Regions from separate parts of the Mus musculus genome. Here region 1 is linked to region 2. The links are chromatin contacts, called in public HiChIP or PLAC-seq maps. All regions are on one chromosome and are shown on one strand. Each heading gives the region's core, a stretch centred on a gene start, on an enhancer-like site or on the middle of the called end of the contact. The rest is flanking DNA. Distances are from core to core; before and after follow the strand shown. Region 1 overlaps 5031425E22Rik (RIKEN cDNA 5031425E22 gene). Region 2 overlaps Srpk2 (serine/arginine-rich protein specific kinase 2).

Region 1 (6,486 bases), core at 957-3,456, 180 kb before region 2:
GACCTTAAGAGTCCACAGAAGGCTTACTGGGATTATGAAAGAGGCTCATTTGTTTTCAAACTGTGGTCCCTCCACCCAGAGTCATTCCACTCCCACGCCAGTGTCTGCGGCTTTGATTGCTAACTAACCATCCACCCACAGAGACTCTAACATTGACTGGGATCCTTCAAAGAGGCCAAGGTATAAAGCAGGAGGAAACTATTAAGAACAGTGTTAGGAGTTAAGGGTTGAACATCAGAACATCAGAGAAAAAAGGCAATTAATAGAAATCTCCTGCTTGGCCTAAACTGAAAGGGAACATGGGTATGGAAAGTGTGTGTGTGTGTGTGTGTGTGTGTGTGTGTGTGTGTGTCCTGCTGTTGGAAGGACTGCAGAATTTGTGTCCACCAAGACAGAACTTTCAGTGCTGTGGCCCAGCTTGGCCCAGGACAGCTCATAGCCCAAAGCGCTGTAACCAGGACGGCTGGCTGGCGTGTGAACCCCATTCCCTCCCGCTTTGTCTAGATTTCTTTTGTATGCTTTCACTGCCAGATTGAAGTTTTCCCAGCTGGAAGGCTTGGGATTTGCTGCGTATCCCCTGGGGAATAACTAACAGCAGCTGCCTTCTTCTTGCTTCTCCAGCTTAGAGGATCAATGGATGACACAAACAAAAGGTCCCCAAGAAGAGATAATGTCAGAACGCCTGTGCCAGCCTTCCAAAACGGTGAGGTATGGCAAAACTATGAGCCATAATTACCATTACAGCAGGGTCAGATAAGTGGGCTTTCTTGGAAAGCAAGAAACTTAAAAAGAAAAAAAAAAAAATCGCTGGGCGTAGTGCCTCAAGGAAGCCCAGATTCTTCTTTGTCAGACTCCCACAAACGGCACTCAAAGTTCTCATTGCAGTGTTTCTGACAGCTGTTTCCATTGGCTTTAAATAGAGGCAGCTTTAGGTCAGAAGTCTGACTGCCACTTAAGAGAGCCACTAGGAGTTTTGTGTGGAAAATGGGATCGTACTTTGCATCTTACTGATCAGAGCTGTGAAGGTTAAGTCATGAATATAAAAATGCTTAGTACAATGTCCTGACATTAACTAGGGCTCAATTAAAGGTTAACCAGTTCACAAGAAAACAAATTTGGCCTATCACTAAGGAAACAGAAGGGAATTTGAGACAACAGTCACATGTCTAACACATGGCACACAGGAATAATGGGCCTAGGGACACTTGGTCAAAGACTCTGGTCATTCACAGGTCATAATCACCCAGTGCTTTCCTGAAGTACATGGGTTCCTGGGGAGTGGGGCTGAGGAGGTAAAGTCTAAGTACCAAAGTCCTTGACTACCAATGCAAGATAAGGCTACAAACAAGAAATCTTTGGGGCTATTTCATGTACCTGGCTCGATTTAAGTACTATCTACCACTCTTTGTCTTGTTTTCTAAAGTCTACCATACAGTCAACTCTAACATGGAAAGGTCAAATTTAGATGCTGAGCACATGCAGTTTATCTAAGTGCTGTGACAGATGCAAAGAAAACCAACATGCTCCCAGGCTGCAGAAATGGTATGACTATCTCATTAAGCAGCAGCTTGTGGCATGGCTCTGCAGCTAAAGGCACTCTGTCTGCAAGCCTGGTGACCCGAGTTTGATCCCCAGAATTCACAGTAGGTTGGAGAGCAGATTCCAAACTTGTCCTCTGCCCCTTTCCAACTTAATAACGATGGTCCTAGAGAAATTAGAGTTATATCTAGGAATTATTCTTTCCCATTGAACATTGCTCTCATTCTCTCAACTAGCAGAATTAGAACACCTGCTTCTTTACCTTTATTAATATTGGCTATATCAGGCCTCAAGTATCTTATTACACTCAAGACCTTAGATTTGCAATATATAGAACTAGGCTCCTCCTACATTACTAGGCTCCTCCTACATTACTAGGCTCCTACTGTGTCAGGTGCCCACATTACAGCTCCTTTAGCTTTAGATGATCCCAAGCTGGCACTTCTATCTATCATCACTTTACACTAGGAACCTGAAACCTAGAAATACTGAGGAGCTACAGCGCAAAGGCCACAGCCTAGGTCATCTCTTGGCCAAGTGCAAACTATTGTAGCAGGAAAGGGTCTCTTTGGATGCAATGGAAAGCAAAACGAATTACACTGCGGTGGTAAACAATTTAATCTCTTTTAGCTAAAGATAAACTATGCTTTTATAAAGTAACCCACTAGAGGGCGCTAAATACACAAACTGCGACCAGGGCTTTGCAAATGTCAAGTCTCACACTGGTACAAGATATATAATCAGCTATGGCTTCAAGCCAAAAAGGCTCTCCTCAGAAGAAGCATGATGCATTTTATGATAAGGTGTTGTGTACCCTTGTCCCTCCAACTAAGGAAGAGAAGAACAACAAAAGACCTCAAGCCCCCCAAAGCTTGAAGCTGTATGTCGAGCAATTAATAATCTGTTTCTACTTGATACTGACTGCTGTACAAGGTGCCTTTCACTTAGGCGTTTTCTTTGCTGCATAGTGACAGAGAAAGTGCAAGTAACTTAGGTGGGAACAACTAGATTATCCAGTTAAGTTCACACCACAGTCTCTGTATTCAGGGTGTGGCACTGGGAATGAATGCACACAGTTTCAGCTCACACCTCGGTCTCAGTATTCAGGGTGTGGCTTGGGGGAATGAATGTGCGCAGTTTCAGCTCACACCACGGGTCTCGGTATTCAGGGGGTGGTGCTGGGGAACGCACATACTTTACTACTGAGCCCTAAGGTCAAATCCTAGGAACTAAATAGAGACACCATTTCTTTTAAATTTTATTTTAGACAAGTAAAATTCGTACATATTTTTAAAAACAGAAACAAACATTCATATTTAATTGAAATCTAGAGAAAATATCTTCTACCCAGAATGCCTGATTTCTGAATATTTTTATTTTTTGATTTATTGACGTGCCACCTTTTCTTTCCTCAACAGAATACTCATTTTATGCAAGCAACCAGATTTACAAAATATATTTTATTATTCTCCACTGTCACACATTTTCACTGAACATTTAAGGTCACAAATAGACAGGCAAGGTGATCCAGCACCCTGACAGCTGCAGGGCACTAACACCTTAGTAAGTGCACACAAATACATACTGAGGTTTTTTTTTTTTAAAGCAAAATTAGGATTATCTTGTAAATATCACTTCAAGGCCTACGATAGCCATCTTTCCACATCAGCATTTTTAAATGATTGTCCGTGCAGCGTTGCCAGGCGAGTAGTACTGAGCCACAACTCTCCTCGCCTGTTTCATTTTGGTTTGTATTTTTACTGTTAACATAGCTTACATAAATAGTACATCTTAAGTCTGTACTAGATTGACCTTTCTATTATTTGCAAGTATACTCTACTGTGTGGCTTCCTCCCCATCAACAAGGCTTTAAACAAGAGGGCTCTTCTAATCCCAATCAGACTGTATTTACACTTTACAGTTCATATGCAGTTTCCCATTAAATGTTCTAATGTACAAAGAACTTCTGGTTCAACTGGTGTGGGGATCTGACATTTTTACCTCTCTGTGTGAATTGTGGATGCTGGCTGTGTCATTCAGTCGTGGGTTTGGTGTCCTGCAGAGATTTGTAGACAGCAAGTGTAAAGAAATCAAACCCCCAGCCTGAAACAGGGATGGTCCAACTGTTCCCTGTATATTCCAACCTGGTGGGTCCGCGGTAAAGCACAAGTTTGGGGTTATTTTTTGTGTAATAATCTTTTACTGTTTAAATCTTCATCGCTGCCTCCTAAGTTATCCCAAACACATTATTACATCGTTAGTGCACCTAAAACAGCAAAACAACAACAAACCCCAAGCGACTTCACTCCTGCTTTTGTCCCCTAATCTATACCCAGTTCTAAACCACCTAGCCAAACAGTGAAGCCGCGCCCTAAAAATAAACGGGCACATGTGTGAAAACTTCTAACACCTAGAAACCTACAATGTACTTAAACTCAGCCTGATTTTTCCCTGTAAACTAAAATCATGGTAGGACTACCCAACTTGGCCTTGTCCATCACCCTACAGCATATTTATTCAGTATGGACCTGCAAAAAAGGAAGCCACACAAAAAAGAAGCATCCCTTAGAAACCAGAAGCCAGTAAAGTCTGCTTTGGAGGGATCAGTTATACTGAAGAGCTGTCAAAATACACACTCATGTGCTACAGCATGCTTCTCCATACCTTCATGTTTTAGGTGGTGATACCCAGCAAAGTTAATCATCCCCCCGCCCCCGCAACTCCCCCACCCACCATTCCCTTCTTTCTCTGTTAGTTACTACTGCATATCTGGTATACATTATCTCATTTAATCCATCAATCTAATTTAAGTGAGAAAAGGCTGGACTAAAGAGATTATATTTCAACAAGGACACTGCTCTACTTCCCCAAACTGAGCATCATGAAACTAACCAGGCATGATGTAATTCTGTAACCCAAGTCCTCAAAAAGATCGGGCCAAATGCAAGACCGCTTCAAAAACAAAAGCAAAAAAATTGTTATTTCCACTGGGCGCAGACTAACCACCATCAGCATTTCCGGAAGATGGCGGCTGCACTGGGCTCAAAATGTGAGCTGGAAGCTCAGACGACCGAGTTAAGCAGGAAGCTGCACTACGGTGCTTTACAGCGAGGATTAAAGAAGGGATAAGCTCGGCCGCTGTATGTAGCCTCGTCGCTCTGCTCCGTGAAGGTCCCAGGAAAACGCCGCCCGGCTCGAGCGCCGCGCACCCGGCCAGCCTGCAGGCGCAGCTCCCGCAGCTGCTCTCCCGAGCGGAAGGGCAGCCGCCGTGACGCAGACAGCGCCGGGGAAACGCCCTGCTCTGTGGTACAAGCACTCGCTCTGTCACTGTGGGACTCAAGGCTTGAGGTCTAGAGCACAAGCCCACGCTATGCTTCGCCAAGAGGTGTTTTTCCTCTGGTGTAAAATTTGGCAGCCACAACGGGGTAGCTTGGTTTTATCCATGGTTAGGACACGCCGGCTATAGGTATTATACGGTAAAAGCCCGATTACTACAAAAGGTCAAAACTAAGCTACTGAACCACTCGTCAATCAAACCGGGCTTAAGAGAATGGATCCTCAGTACTTCTCACTAAAGAAAAATCCTTTCCTACAGCTTTTCACTCAGGCCACTTTTACTGGACTAATTTCTAATGTCAGTTAGGGAAAGGATCACTCCAGTTGAAAGCTACAAGAACATTAAACGCTAGAATAGCTAGCTGCGCGTTACAGGCATGGTGATGTATGCCTGTAACCTGAGCTAGAAACAGGAAAAAAAAAAAGGCGTTGATCTTTTGACTACCAAGTGATTTCGAGGCCAGCCTGAATTACACGAACCACGCCTCGCCTTTAAAAAATAAAATTATTTAGTCCCATTAGGGCACCATTATGTCTAAGCTTCATTATTTGTCAGCCTTCTCTTAGAATCTGAACACCTTGCACAGGATTTCTAAGCAGGAGTGTCCATGGAGAATTTAACAGGATCTGTGCACTATGCTACTCTACGCACATTAACAGCATTCCGAGAAGGGATCCGCCTTTCAGAAGCATTAATTAGGATGGATTTCTGGTTCCGAATTCCTGCAGTGTATTGTGCCAAGCCTGTAACTCTAGAGGCAGTGTTGAGTTGGTGGTCAGTCAGTCTGAGTCACCTGAGACCTCGTTTAAACTCTTGCCCACCCTCGTCCTCGAAAAGCAACCCACATTAAGGTCATGTGGACCATGGAGTCAATCTTATAAAAAACCTTCTCAACCTATGTAAAAGCTAAGTCTCCAACTCCTCATACTTCCTGAGAGCCGGGGCTGCAGTGATTTCCCACTATGCCTAGATTTTCTATTAGGACTATTTTTCAATTGTGGCTGGGTTCACAGACTTCTACCCTAACTTTTGCTGGGGATTGAGCCCAGTGCTTTCCCAGAGCTACGCCTCACTCAGCCCCTAACCCCTCCCCTTCCCTCAGTACTAAGAATCAAACGTGCTGGAACTGACGAAGACTACATTTCAACTCAAGGCAGGTGATCTCCTATGTTTGAGGCCAGTCTAGTCTATAAAGCAAGTTCCAGGCCAGCCACTGAGAACTTGTCCTCTAAACAAGACAAACCCATGACCTGAAGCATACTAAACAAGTGCTCTACCATCAAGCTATGACCAAAGCCCTATATAATCTAAAAGCCCCAGTAACTGACCACTTATGGAGCACATCTGCTAATATTGAGCTGACTAGATAGGCACTTTCTCTAAATCTGTTAAATCATTTGTTGCAGCGAATCCCCTCTCGATAGAATCTTCAGAAGTGTACAAGTCTCCGTACAGTGAGTTTAAAGTGTGCAGTTTTTCCGTTCTCAGGAAGGGGACTATTAAATCTCAGCTGTGATGTGGCTGTGTGTAGCTGCTCATCCCAGCACTGTCAATACACAGCTCTCTAAAGCCAGTGACTGTTCAAAGCTGCTCCTCTTTATCAGTTTGTA
Region 2 (7,292 bases), core at 1,693-4,192:
TAGACAAAAGGCGGTAGACTATTCTCAGCAGACAGGACAACTAAGGATTTTGGAAATGACAAATATATAACAACTTCTCACCCTCAAGTCTTCCTGGTTTTTAAGACTAAAAATGAAGTTGTCAATGTTTATGATAAGTAAATGTTAAGTCAGGCCATATGATTTTAGATGGTTTTATCTCACACTGAAGAAAAAAAAGCAAAGTTCATTTCTTATGATTGGACCTGTCACTAGAACACCCAGTAAACCCACATCAAGCTAACTGAACACCGATTATTGTATCATTGATACAGTGCCCCCTAAGATGAGAGATCGAGAGCTTTCTGTTACAGTGTAGCATTGACAGTATTAACATCTACACAGGCATTGGCGGGAAGAGGTAATCAGGAAACACAGTTCATCTAACAACCAGCCTCAACCTCGGTGTCTGCTTAGCAGTCTCTCTTCCAGGGCTGGAAGATGCACTTAGAAGTTTGCCCTGGCATCTCAGGCTCCACAGGAGCTGGGCAGACCCTCAGGCTGGAGATGGGAAATTTATGTCAATTGCTCAAGCACTGCCACAAAGGCCGGGCTGGGTTTTATCAGTCCTTCTTGAGGATTAGATTTTATTACTGAGAAATTTTAGGCAGGAAAAATACATCACAAAAGTAAAGGTTTTTAAATACTACTCTAAAACCAACATGGTTGAGACGGTTTTAGAGCACCACAAACAAAACCAATATGCACACATTTCAAGTATTCACATGTACTTTTTATATATAGCTTTGGTAAGGGTGCATCTTCTAATCTGTGCTGTATCACACATAGCTAAACTGATAATGACTTACTTTCTGCGATAGAGACAATGGTGTGAACCATAATTTACATACTGCTGATCAGTGAAATCCGCCATTACTCCTTCCAGGGCAAAGGCGCTATGAGAGGACAAAGCATTTCCGAACGTGGGAATGGATCACAGGGCAATCACACGGGGTAAATGACAGAAGTAATGAAAGGAAAAAGAAGCCAATGCATGCTGGGCGTGGTGGCGCACGCCTTTAATCCCAGCACTCGGGAGGCAGAGGCAGGCGGATTTCTGAGTTCGAGGCCAGCCTGGTCTACAAAGTGAGTTCCAGGACAGCCAGAGAAACCCTGTCTCGAAAAACCAAAAAAAAAAAAAAAGAAGCCAATGCATATCAACAGAAGATAAATAACTAAAGATATAGATATTTACAGACACTGAATATGATATATCAAATTTAAGAAGTAAGATTAAGCAAGACTTAATTAAGAAATCATGCCTTTAATCCCATCCCTACAACATCCATATACAATCAGGGTAGTAGTTTATGAACACTGTTGCATTTTGGTACCTCAAGACTCAGAATATGACATACTGTCTTCAAAGAGAGACACTGGGTGGATGAGTACTTTGCAACTATAGGAGGTGATAGCATGAAATGAGGTTTGTAGCAGCACGGACACGGGACCTGGAGAGTGGTCAGACAGCAGGTATGCTCAGCTCCCCCAGAGACAATCAGAAGGCTAAGTGTCTCTGAAGCACTGTTGGCATCAGGACTGCAGCAGCAGCACTTCTGATCCAATACGACTTGGAAAGCTGTAACTTCTGAAATGGAATTCTTTATGTTGCCAAACGATTTCTTTAGTTTTAAAAAGTAAAATTAAAAGTCTAATATATATTATTTGTCATAACACCCTGCATGCTCCCACTCTGAACTGCAAAGTCTGCTAATAAAAGATGCATTAAAATAGGCGCTCTACTCAGCACAGTCAGAAAAGCACACTTGCATCTTCCTTGGCTCAACTAAACTCTCTACCTCCTGGGAGGAGAATGTGCAAATATTCTTGTTCATCAAACCGTACTCACTAAAACGCTCAGGCATAACAACCTAAGCTGATCATTCTCCTGAGGCCTGATTTTTGTATCTGAAAGAAATGCTACATCTTAAATCTCACTTCAACTCCTGGCTGGGGATAGGGGGACTTAAAGAAGGTCATAGAGTTTTTGCTGTGACCGATACACACATTCAGGGATCAGATTACAACGTGAATTTTTGAGGATCACAAACATTCAGTCAATATTAACTCTAGTCCCCGATGCTCGCTCTCTTCTGGCCTCTGTGGGCACTACATGCATAGGCACTACATGCATATGGAACACACATAAATAGAGGCAAAAAATCCATTTACACAAAATACAAATAAGGTGAAAAGTAAAATAAACTTCTCTCCAGCCAGCCAGATACAGCTCACCTGGGTACATGAGAGACAGAAGCAGGTAGATCTCTGCAAGTTCAAGGCCAACTTAGTCTACATAGTGATTGTCAAGCTAGCCAGGACTACATATTGTCTCTTTCCTCCTCAGCTTCCATGTGTTGCATTTTAAATAAACTTCAATTCTTGCGGCCCTTTAACTTTCATACATACACAAAGATATTGACTTACACCCACTATTTTAAAAAGCAATCATTTACCAACTATCTACTGAGCTTAAGCTGCCACTTCAGGTGTGATATAAGTATACTGTCCTCATCTGTTTTGTTTGCTTGCTGATCGTGTTCAAAACTAATTTGTGCCAAATCAGGAAAAAAGACATAAAGGCAAAAAACAAAATAAGTAGATAAAACAAACAAATGTTAAGTTAGAGAACAGAAATGGTACTAGAATCAAAAGTGAGTTAACTTTTTACAAAAGGATTGCACAGTAAAAAAAAAAAAAAATAAGAGATGTAAACTTTTTTTTAACTTTTACTTCTAAAGAATTCTAATGCTGATACCAAAATTAGCCAGTGACATATTGAGATATATAACAAGACTGAGCTAAATTTAAGATGTTCCTCTCTGAAGTCTTCACCAGCTCCCAGTCTACTTATTCAATAGCTTCTTACCCTAGATACTGTATATACACCATTTTACTTAAGTACCACAGTGACTCAGCTACTGTGCATTAACTCATCTGCTAAACTCCAACTCAGTGGTTACCTAATTGCCCAAGGTAAACGATGCAATACAGTAGCCAAGCTCGGCTGAAATGTGGTTTGGCTCCACAACATCTGATAATGACCACGATTAGTTGCCTGTACCACCCACCACTGTCTTCAGCACCCACTTTATACGCATCATCTCCTTAGATGTACCTACTCCTAAGGGAGACAGACGTCAGCATCTCTATTTTCATATGAAGAGACTAAGACTTGTAGAGGTCATGGAACTTGCAGGAGTGGCCTCTGAAGGTCATGACTCAAAGCCCATTTGGTCTCCACAATTTATCATACTCTTTTCAGTGCTAATGGTTACCTTTTCAAAACAAACAAACAAAAAAAAAAGATTCTGTGTGTACAGGAAGACCAGATCAAACCTGATTTTTTATTGGGATAAAAACTTGGAGCTGGAGATCACACAGAGAGCACTTGCTAGTTCTGCAAAGGATCCCGGTTCGATTCCCAGCAATCAGTGTGGTTCATAACCCTCTGTAACTCCAGTTCCAGGGGCCCAGTGCCCTCTTCTGACCTTCATGGGCATCAAGCAGAACTGTGGTGAACATACAAAACACTAACAAAATGAAATTAATGAATCTAATTTTTAAAAAAATAGTAAGCCGGGCGTGGTGGCGCACGCCTTTAATCCCAGCACTGGCAAGACAGAAGCAGGTGGATTTCTGAGTTCGAGGCCAGCCTGGTCTACAAAGTGAGTGCCAGGACAGCCAGGGCTATATAGAGAAACCCTGTCTCGAAAACAAAAACAAAAAAAACAAAAACAAAACAAACAAACAAACAAAAAAAAAGAGTAGCTATAATTAAATTTTCCCTTCCTCGAGGTTTTGCTTTAAGTTCTGGTTAGTCTTAACTGCCAACTTGGCACGGCCTGCAGTCATCTGAGAGGAGAAGACTGAGAACTCAGCTAGATCAGATCAGTTTGTGGCCATGCCTGTGAGGGTTTATCTTAATAATTGATAAGGCCCAACCCACTAAAGGTGATACAATTCCTCAGGCAGAGGTGGTCCTGGACTTTTATTAAAAACACGTTAAAAGTCACACATGGTAGTGTATGCCTTTAATCCCAGCACAAAAGAGGAAAAGACAAGTGGGTCTCTGTAAGTTAGAGGCCCGGAAGGGAAACAGAGCACGACGGCCTTTTAAAACAGACAGCACACACCAGCTGATATGAGGCCCTCCAACACACACACAGTAGAGGACTTCCATGTCTGTGTTCATTCAGAGATGATGCACCTAACCCTCAAGAGACTGGAGGCCCCAGGGAGTTTAGAGGTCAGGTGGGGTAGGGAGTGGGGGGATTGACAAGGACACGGGGTGGAGTGGGGAGGAGGTGTGGGATGTGAAGCAGATGGGTGGATGGAGGGGGGGCAGGGAACGGAATATAGAGTGTAAAAAATAAATTTAAAATAAAATTAAATTTAAAAATATAAAAAAAGATAAAAATTGTTTTGTTAAAACTAGTTCTACACAGGCTGGGTGAGCAAAGAGGCATCCTTTGGAGTTTCTGCCCTGAGGTCCTCCCCTGACTTCCCTAAATCATGGGCTGTGACCTACAAGCAGATACCTTCCTCCCCCAAGTCACTTTGTGGTCACATTGCTTTGTCACAGCAACAGAGAAGCAAACAAGACCACTTACCGCTGCTCTCAAGCATTTAGGGAAGGAGAGTAAACCTGCCTTGTCAAGGTCACAGAGTCCAGTATTACATCCTGCCATGATCTGCCTATAACATAAGCCAGGGAGGTCAAGCTCTGTGCACACACACCTTAAACATCCACTGTGCTGTTTGTGTTCCTATCTGCTGAGAGCATTTACAGACCAGTTCTACCTCACCCACCCACAAAATGACACATCTCAAATAATATCTGCATAGGCATACCCTCTTTCTGTCTCTGGTTCTTTATGAAGAAGCAGCCAGTGTTAATGGTAAGATAAACCAACCCCACAGTAAGTAAAGCAAATAGCTGCTGGATTCTACTGCTCATACAAAGACCCATGTGCTGGAACACATGCCAACATACACAAAGTTCAATCTGAAAGGAAAAAACCTACATACAGTTTGTGCTTTGACAACCTAAAACGAACCATCCATTTTTAGCTCTCGCCCACGCAAGAAAAGCCTGCGCTGACCCACAGCAGCCGCTGTCGGAGCTCCAAGGGCTTCTGAAGCAAGTCAGGCTCCAGCCTTCAAACGTGACCTCCGGCTTGGCTAAAGCCACAGCTGAATGGGAAAGCAGGAAGCCAGGAACGCTAACGAAGCTGGCCAAGGAAGCAGCATTCCAAACCGAAGCCTACTTCACAATACTTACTCTGGTGGAACGTAGGTATGACTCAAAAACATGAGAATCTTTATAGTCCAATCTTTAGTTCCTAAGTCTACCTAATGGCATTTACAACTGAAAAGACAGAGAGAGGCTCAAATGTGCCCACTCTAAACCCTAAAGTAACGTACCAAGAGCTTTAAATAATGAAGCTATGAACAAGACTGATAAAATACATTTGAAAAAATAAAAAGTTTAAACCAGCTATAAAGGCTCTTTTATCTCTAAATTAGCAAAAATCTGTGATTCAGTGAATGAACTGGTATAAACAGACTGTTACCAGATGATGCAGAGAGCCCAGTCCAGTGTCCTAGCTACTGACACGTTTATACATGAAAAGGAAAGACCACCATGCAGACCAGCAACCAAGTTCACCATGCCTGGCTCACTTTGGGATCACAGGCAACTCAATATTAAGCAGATCTAAAATGGGAAAAATCAGAAGGAAGACACTAGAACAAAAGTTCTGGCAGGGTCACTTGCACATCCAACAACTAGCCAGGAAAATTTCCCGAGCACCCTTTCCTACCCAGGCAAAATGCCAAGCACTGGGAGGCCGAGAAACAAGGGAAAGAAACAATTCATAAAGTAATTCAGAAAACAGTAAAATATTAACCAATACTTCTGAATAAAGAATAAAGTATTAACACTGTTTTCTTTGTGAATACTTTCTTATGAATTAGACAAATTTATCAGAGAAATTAAAAAATCTTTATTCAAATAAACTGGTCGGAGATATGCTGGGTACCAAGGAACAAAGGTAAGACAACCTCTCACTGACTGGTGGGTAGCAGGCAATGCTTCTCAAGAGTATCCTGACAGAGAAGAAGCCTCTGCAATGGGAGGGCGCTCTGCTCATCACCACAGGCAGATCAGGGCAGGTGTGCTACCCGGAAGGGGTAGGCAGAGTATGTAAGGAATTCAGATGAGAAGCCACAGACTATGGAAGACATCAAGGTGCCCACATGAGTCTCCTCAGGAGTAAAGCCTGAAGGGAAAGCAGACAGCAGCACAAGACACCAGCAGGTTAGGGAGCAGCCTGAGTCTGAGAGCAGCATGGGGGGGGGGGGGCTGAACAGAACCAGGGCTCAGATGGAGATCAGCAGATAGGAGTGTGACAGCAGCCAGTGCGCAGATGGTGTTTAATAGCACTAAACAGATGAGGTCAGGACGGGAGAGTGCAGACAAGGAGAGCAACAAGCCCCAACGAAGGACCAACATTTAGGAAATGCTAGTGTAACATGCAAACTGAGAGGTACTGTGTCTTACTTTTCTATTGCTGAGAAAAGACACTATGACCAAGGGAACTTATAAAAGAAAGCACTAAATAAATAAATAAAATAAAAAGAAAACACTTAATTTGGGGGTTCACAGTTGCAGAAGGTTAGAGTCTTTAGTTTTCATGACAAGGAGCATGACAGCAGGCTTGGCGTGATGCTGAAGCAACAGCCGACCACACAGCTGATCCATGAACAGAAGGCAGACAAGAGATAACTGGAAATGGCATGGGTTCTAGAAACCTCAGAAGCCCACTCCCAGTGACACACCTCCTCTGACAAGGCCACACCTCCTCATCCTTCCCATACTGGGAACCAATTACTCAAATTCATGAGCCTTTAGGGGGCAGGAGGAGGTATTCTCATCAAACCACCACATCCTGCTTCAGTTTTTAATTTATTTTTGATTGAGGGAAGACGTGTGTGTGTGTGTGTGAGAGAGAGAGAGAGCATGTGTGCACCGTAGCATGTGAAGGTCAGAGGATAACTCTGTGGTCCTCTCATTCTGCTATTGAGTAGACTGCAAGGATTACACTCCAACTGCCAGGTTGTGTGCTAAGTGCCTGCTTGGAGTTCTTCACCTTTTCTCCCAAATTCTTCACTAACCAGAGGCAGAAACCTAGGTTATTAAAGGATTATATATATATATATATATATATATATATCCTTTATCAGTGCCAGGTATTCTGAATACTGAAGAC

The links. HiChIP or PLAC-seq counts read pairs in DNA pulled down with a chosen protein or histone mark.
Region 1: a contact with region 2 is called in an H3K27ac HiChIP or PLAC-seq map of embryonic stem cells, with 5 read pairs. The contact joins two enhancer-like sites. A contact is called at or near these places in 2 of 484 Hi-C or Micro-C datasets (the AML12 cell line and granulocyte-monocyte progenitors) and 3 of 115 datasets of contacts at active chromatin or transcription factors (embryonic stem cells, forebrain and pancreatic cancer cells).

The regions. Positions count from the first base shown.
Region 1 is chr5:23,413,750-23,420,235 of GRCm38.p6, forward strand. The region is part of intron 1 of 5031425E22Rik (RIKEN cDNA 5031425E22 gene); the gene reads right to left. Among named protein-coding and RNA genes, the nearest start is that of 5031425E22Rik, 16 kb to the right of the region's middle. Within about 2 kb of position 2,207, at least 169 of the 459 cell types and tissues checked have an H3K27ac peak or open chromatin away from gene starts, as enhancers often do. A contact at or near this core is called in embryonic stem cells, where this site is marked.
Region 2 is chr5:23,593,534-23,600,825 of GRCm38.p6, forward strand. All of the region lies in intron 2 of Srpk2 (serine/arginine-rich protein specific kinase 2), which reads right to left. Among named protein-coding and RNA genes, the nearest start is that of Srpk2, 79 kb to the right of the region's middle. Within about 2 kb of position 2,943, at least 25 of the 459 cell types and tissues checked have an H3K27ac peak or open chromatin away from gene starts, as enhancers often do. A contact at or near this core is called in embryonic stem cells, where this site is marked.